2 separate regions of the Mus musculus genome follow, and region 1 is linked to region 2. Evidence: chromatin contacts called from public promoter capture Hi-C data. All regions are on one chromosome and are shown on one strand. The core of a region is the stretch at or near the end of the contact, and the rest is flanking DNA. Distances in the headings are between cores, read along the strand shown.

Evidence for each region. Promoter capture Hi-C pulls out the DNA fragments that hold promoters and counts their contacts.
Region 1: a contact with region 2 is called in a promoter capture Hi-C map of pre-B cells, with 5 times the contacts expected there. The contact joins the promoter of Abcg3 here to the promoter of Hsd17b13 in region 2. A contact is called at or near these places in 2 of 39 promoter capture datasets (pre-B cells and stem cell-derived epiblast-like cells) and 1 of 115 datasets of contacts at active chromatin or transcription factors (large pre-B cells).

The regions. Positions count from the first base shown.
Region 1 is chr5:104,981,313-104,984,504 of GRCm38.p6, reverse strand. It overlaps Abcg3 (ATP binding cassette subfamily G member 3), which reads left to right and starts at 1,788. Exons shown (of 16, transcript NM_030239.2): 1 at 1,788-1,956.
Region 2 is chr5:103,975,437-103,978,809 of GRCm38.p6, reverse strand. It overlaps Hsd17b13 (hydroxysteroid (17-beta) dehydrogenase 13), which reads left to right and starts at 1,422. Exons shown (of 7, transcript NM_001163486.1): 1 at 1,422-1,704. The coding sequence starts at 1,495.

The sequences.
Region 1 (3,192 bases), core at 539-3,038, 1.0 Mb before region 2:
GAGTCCAGTAACTCAGCTAGAACCCACAGGAAACCTTGACGCATGGAAAATCTCGACTCAGCTGGGCATGGTGGCACAGGCCTTTAATCCCAGCACTCAGGATGCAGAGGCAGGCGGATTTCTGAGTTCGAGGCCAGTCTGGTCTACAAAGTGAGTTCCAGGACAGCCAGGGCTATACAGAGAAACCCTGTCTCGAAAAGCAAAAACAAAAACAAAAAGGAAAGAAAAAAGAAAATCAGAACTCAAAGTTAAAGCAGAGATCTAGAGCAAATAATCAAGGAATATGGAGAAGAAAATAACACGGGAAAGGAACACCCAGGAAATGTGGGACAACATAGACAAAATGAGCCTTTCGATTACAGGCCCAGGTAAGGGAGAAGAAGCCCAAGTCAGAGGAATAGAACAGACTAACAGGATCATAGGCAAAAGCTTCCCTAAGACTAAGAGAAGGCACAAGAAGCACACAGAACACCAAATAGACAAGACCAGAAAAGACATGTTCCAGCATGTGTACACACCTACATCACACACGTACACCACACAGATCCTTAGTACCTCACCGTCACAACCGGCAAACTTCCATTTAGTAGTTATTCCCAGAAAGCGAGAGGATTCACTTAATGATACTGTCTTCCTACCAAACCAGAAAATGTAGGCTTGTAATTGAGTCTCAAAGCTCTCAGCCATGGCTGGAGAGATGGCTCCATGGTATAGAGCACTTGCTGTTCTTTCCTGAGGATCTGGGACATGGGCGGTCACAGCCATTCGTAACTCTAGTTCCCGGGGATCTAGAGATCTCTCTGGCCTCCGCAGGCACCGGGTGTGGAAGTCATACACAGACTTACAAGAGAGATTTTAGTCAGGTTTGAGGTACAACCATCTCCTTCATTTCAGGACAGGTGGCCACATCTAGAAGCTAAAACTGTAGAACCGGGCGGGGTAGGGTGGGGCTGGGAGTCGGGCGCCGACTTAATGTCCCTTCTTAATCCATGCTTGAATGTTAAAAACGTCTTGAGTACTGAAATTTTACTTGGATGACTTCAACATTGGCTTAAGGTTCGTCCAATGCTATACACGCACACGCACACGCACACACACACACAGAGCAGTCTGACCCAAGTAAACAGTCCATACTTAATCACTGTGCCCTCTTCTTGCTCTTTTTCAGATAGAGTTCGATGTTTAGGCCTGGCACACAAACTCCCAACCTCCTGTCCCAGCCTCTCGATTATAGGGATTACAATCGTAAACACTGAATTATTTCTTAATTGGTCTCTTCAGTTATAAAAAGAAGCTATAAATCAAATTATATTAAAAGCATGGGCACTTAACAAAACATATCCTTTGTCGTCCTGACCCATTGTTTGTCCTGTTCTGTGATAAGCATATATTCATCTCCTGTTTATTTTATCCCATTTGTTAAACAAAACAAAACAAAATTCAAAAACAAAAAACAAAAAAAATTCAAAACACACCACAGAAACTGTTACTTTCGCTTTGTCTTTTCCTGGATGCTGGCTTCTCAGAGTCCAATGTGAGCCTGAATTAGGGCAAAAAGTTTGCCCAGGTTTCCGGATCTGGCTGAACCCCTAGGTGAGCCCTCACCCCAAGACGCCACTCCAACCACGCCCCACAGAGACTCCCCCCTTCCCGCCCCTGCACCAGGACTCGCCCCTGCCCCTTTCCCCATGGCTTGGCCCCGCACCTGTCCCAAAGGGGGCCCCAGCCCCAGGGCTCCCCTGATTGCATCTTCCCCATGTCGCGCCCCACCCTCCCTTCCGCCCCACTGCCTGCTACTTCCTCTGCTCTCTTCGGGTTCCCTGCTCCTGACCACGACCACAGAGGCTCCAAGAGCTCTGCAGAGCAGAAGCCAGAGCCTCTTGCACCTTCCAAAGACCCGAGCTGCAAATCTTCCTGTGCAAGTAGCAACCTGAGCCCCTGCATTATCTCACAGTGGTGAGTGTGGGTGAGCAGGATGCAGAAGAGTGCAAGAGAGGGCTGGGAAACCCACTGCAGCTTCATTTGCAACTGTGAAATGCAAAGCAACTTGGTTCATAGAGGGTCTCTGTTTGGGTGGGTTAGCAGTGTACAACTTTTGATTGCCAAATGTATGAAGGCAAACACAGTTGGTGTTGGGCAGGTAAAAGTTTTACTGGTAGCAGAGATACCAGAAGTGCATGAGATATTTGTTAACACCGTTACTTTAAGGGAGCTGGGCAGTTTATAATTTTTTCTTTATCCCATGATATGAAATTTGTCAGGCAATCTCTAATTCGATATACAGATATTTACCAACTTCTTGCGACTCTTCCTCAGATAGTTCAGAAAAGGTTTCAACAGACAGAAAAGTTAAAGACCAGAATTATTAGACTGCAAACCTTTTAGTGGATTGTGTATCTATAATCTGTTTTATTTTCTTCCCTAATACTAGAAGTGTGGTCACTCCTTAGGGTGTTAACATGTGCCTCGCCAACTTAGTGTGTTCTCTTGCATCAATGTGCACTAAGACACAAACACATGCAGAACGTATTTTTGCATGTACCGTGGTTGAGCATCCGTGTAGCATTTGAGAAGAGAAGAAATATCATAAGCAGAAATAAAATGCAAACTAGAATGGAGGGCTTCCAGAAGCCATGGACATGGAGAGATCAGAAGGGGCCCAGTGCACTGAGGGACCCTCCAAGGTGAAAGTTGCATTTTTAGATGATTGATTTGTTTTTGTTTTGTTTTGTTTGTTTGTTACATGTATGCAGGTGCTCTGCTTGCATGTCTGGAGCCCACAGAGGCCTGTGAGGGCCCTGAAGCCTCTGGATCTGGCGTTGTAGGTGTTGTAAGTCCCTCCCTGCATTATGCAGGCGCTCAGAATAGGAAGAGTATGTGCTCTTAATTGCCGAGCCATATCTCTGGCCCCTTAAGTTGCTTTCCTGTGACCATAACAAGAAGGGGTTGCTCAGCCCCACAGCTCAAGAACAATAAGGGAAGCGCATTGCTTTTCAGAGAGGCTTTTGCCAGTTTGCCTTTGAGGGAACGTTCTTGCATGTGTTAATTTGGGATGTAGAAGAGACTCAAAGGAAGACTATGCTACGAACCATCCCATGATGCCAGCAGCAGCACTCATGCCAGGGTAAACTGTGGCTGTCATTTTCCTTACCCTGTGTGGTACAGACAGGTCTTACCTAAAGACAAACTGAG
Region 2 (3,373 bases), core at 173-2,672:
TCACTGTCTTAGGTGCCTCATACAAACAGATTCAGAACGTGGGAGGTTTTGTGTCTGGCTTATTTCCTTTTGCATATTATAACTGAGGATCACCATGTTGTAGCATGTATCTGAATTTCTTTCTTTAAAGGAAGAATACTATCCCATCGTATGTATGTCTGATATTTTACCCATCCATTGATGGACAAGGGTGATCTCTCCTTTTCCACTATTAGAAGTTACTCTATCCAGAATGTGTCCCCTTAATTTCTTATGCTGGAATCTAGCTCCTATTAATATAGAATGTTGGAACTTTGGGAGGTGATTACGTCACGATGGCTGTCTATGGTTTTTATAAAGTTGACCACAGAGAAGTTCCTCCTCATTCTTTGGGGTGCAGTGGCCATGAAATGACAGCTGTCTGCAAACCAAGATGCCAGTTCCCACTTGACACACATACAGCTTAGGTTACACAGACACTAGGACTGTGTAATAAGCCACCTAGCCCACAGTATTTGTCACCACCGCCCAGGCTGAGACAGTGGCAGCACTTTTAAGTTGACGTGTATGATATCTGGTCTGGTGATTTTCCCAGTGTTATGGCGAGAACTGGCTGTTTCCTATAACCTACATTCTCCTCCACCTCAGGGGTTTCAGAGGAAGATCATAACTGTGAATGCATGCGTTCAACAGCTAAGCTTTGTTGACCCATATTTTAGCTTCCTCATTTTTACTTTATATGCATGTGTGTGTGTGTGCATGTGTGTCTGTGTGTATGTGAGTGTGTGCATTTGTGTATGTGTGTGCATGTGTGTGTCTGTGTGTGTACATGTATATGTGTCATGTATATGTGTCTATGCGTGTGTGTATGTGTGTGTATGTATCTATGCATGTATGTTTGTATGTGTGCATCTGTATGTAAGTGTGTCTGTGTCTGTGTGTGTACATGAGTGTGTGTCTATGTGTGTGTGTCTCCCTCTCTGTGTGTATGTGTGTGTAGAGTTGGCTATCTCCTTCCACTATGGATTTGGGGATCATATTCAGGTAAAAGGCTTGCATGGCAAGCACTTTGACTGCTAAGCCATGTCACTAATCCCTTAAAGTTTCTTTAATATAATGTTTCTATTTCTAATTCCCCCAACCCTGATTTAACATGAATGCACACATGTGCTTGCTTGTGTTCGTGCATGCACACACACACACACACACACATTCAAATGATAACAGACCATTAGCTGATGCAATACTTCCAGAATAGCTTTGAGAGGTGAAGTTTCATGTCGAAACATGGTGCATAACTGCTTTTCAGATAACCAGGTCCAAAGGGCACATCCCACTGGGTTCCCTGACCTATGCTGCGCTTGTGTTAGAGACTGGCATCATTTCAAAAACCAAAGGTGTATCTGATTCGTCAGGGGACACAGTCAAAGTCTGCCTCTTCTGCAGCAGCCCATAATACCTGACAGGGCTCTCTGTGGAGCTCTGAGCAGAGGTGTCTGTTGTGAGAACAGAGCCATGAACCTCATCCTGGAATTTCTCCTTCTGGTGGGCGTCATCATCTACTCCTACCTGGAGTCACTGGTAAAGTTCTTCATTCCCCGGAGAAGGAAATCTGTGACCGGGCAGACCGTTCTCATCACGGGGGCCGGACACGGAATAGGCAGGCTGACTGCATATGAATTTGCAAAGCAGAAAAGCAGACTGGTTCTATGGGATATCAATAAGGTAATAATAGGTGTTTCTAACAATCTTTTAAAGTCACAAAATAACAAGGCATATGTTTCTCTAGAGACGTAACTTAGTGCTGGCTTTTCTCTGTGTTTTCCTTTTTCAAAGTTTTAATAAACTCCTGGGTCCTTTCTGGATCCCTGCGACAGGTGAACAAGATGGAACCAACGAGCTGGAGAACTAAGCCTGGGGGGTTTCATTTTGTTTGACTGGTTGGTTGGTTGGTTGGTTGGTTCTACTGTGGTGTACAACTTGATAACAAGAGACGCAGGAGCCAGAGAGCTTCCCAGCTGCTGAAATTAGGCAAGCCACATAACTTACCTCAACTTCAAATTTAAAAAACAAAAAACAAACAAAAAACTCTACCATTGGGATAAAATCTCAGAGGGAGACAAAATCTACAGGTAATGATTGCCAGCAACCAAATTGGCCAATATGCAGTTTATTACAGCTAGGGGTGACTTTTATACTTTTAGATTTTCATTTATTCTGTTATTCATTTGTTCCTTTCTGTGATAGACTGAAGCTGGGTCTTAGTACCTACCACTGAGCCACAGTACCTTAGCACGTGCCAGGCAAGCACTCTATCACCGAGCAACCGCTCAGGTTTTTACACATTTGAGGGATTGATTCTCAAAACAAACAAACAAAACCACATGAAGAACTAACAGCAGAAACCCATGGTACTTCCACTCACACTCCAGCAATCCTAAAATACTTACATCTGACCTTTTGCAGAAGAAGAAAAAATACTTGCCGGGTCCTGAGCAAGAAGGGTAAAGAATAATACTTAAGTGCTTAGCATGGCCTGGTGCACGCAGCATCACATATGGAAATGTCTACACCAGTGCCTGGCTTTCACTAGTACATTTAAGAGGTTGTTGATCTCTGTTTATTTATAAATGCTCTTAACTACCTTAAGTCTGAAAGTGTTGACGTCCTGTGTCACTTTCTCCTAAACATGCACATTCCCAAAAGGTCGTGAAAAAGATGTGCCACAACAAACTGTCTCTGGGATTGTAATCTTTGAAGAACTGGACTGGGGATGTAGCCCAGCGGTACAACAATTATCTAGAATATACAAACTAGATATTAGATCCAGTTGTGGCTGGGTGTGAGCCTCAGCACTACAAGGAAACCACAAACCGCTGCTGTCATGTACCGGATACAGTGGCTCAGACTAGAGAGACTGGGGTTTTGGTGTTTGTTTGTTTGTTTGTTTGTTTGTTTGTTGAGAAGCAGAGTTTCCAAAGCTTTCCTTGGGGTTTTGCTCGGCTTCAGGTAACCCTCTGTTACGTTTTTGCCATCTGCAGTTAACACCACTTTTCCCAGCCTTCAGAACGCTCTTGAACATAAGGAGCTAAATCTGCTTTGGTTCCTTTTGAGCAGTGAAGAATCCCGAGAGGCACCATGCATCTTTGCTTAGCAGATACAGGCGTTGGTGGGCAAGATGAGCTAACACGGTACTTGGAGATGATTCTGAGATTATCAAATCCTGCACAGGTCCCAGGCAGTCTTCTTGGAGCTGAGAAAACTGAGTCAGCTGTTCTCAGTCCCTCGTAAAAAATATAAACGAGAATGAGAATACATCATGAAGATGGTCCACGGGTCTTCAGATCACCTCCCAAGTGTGCATGGTGGGAAGACATCAATACTTAGTAGACTA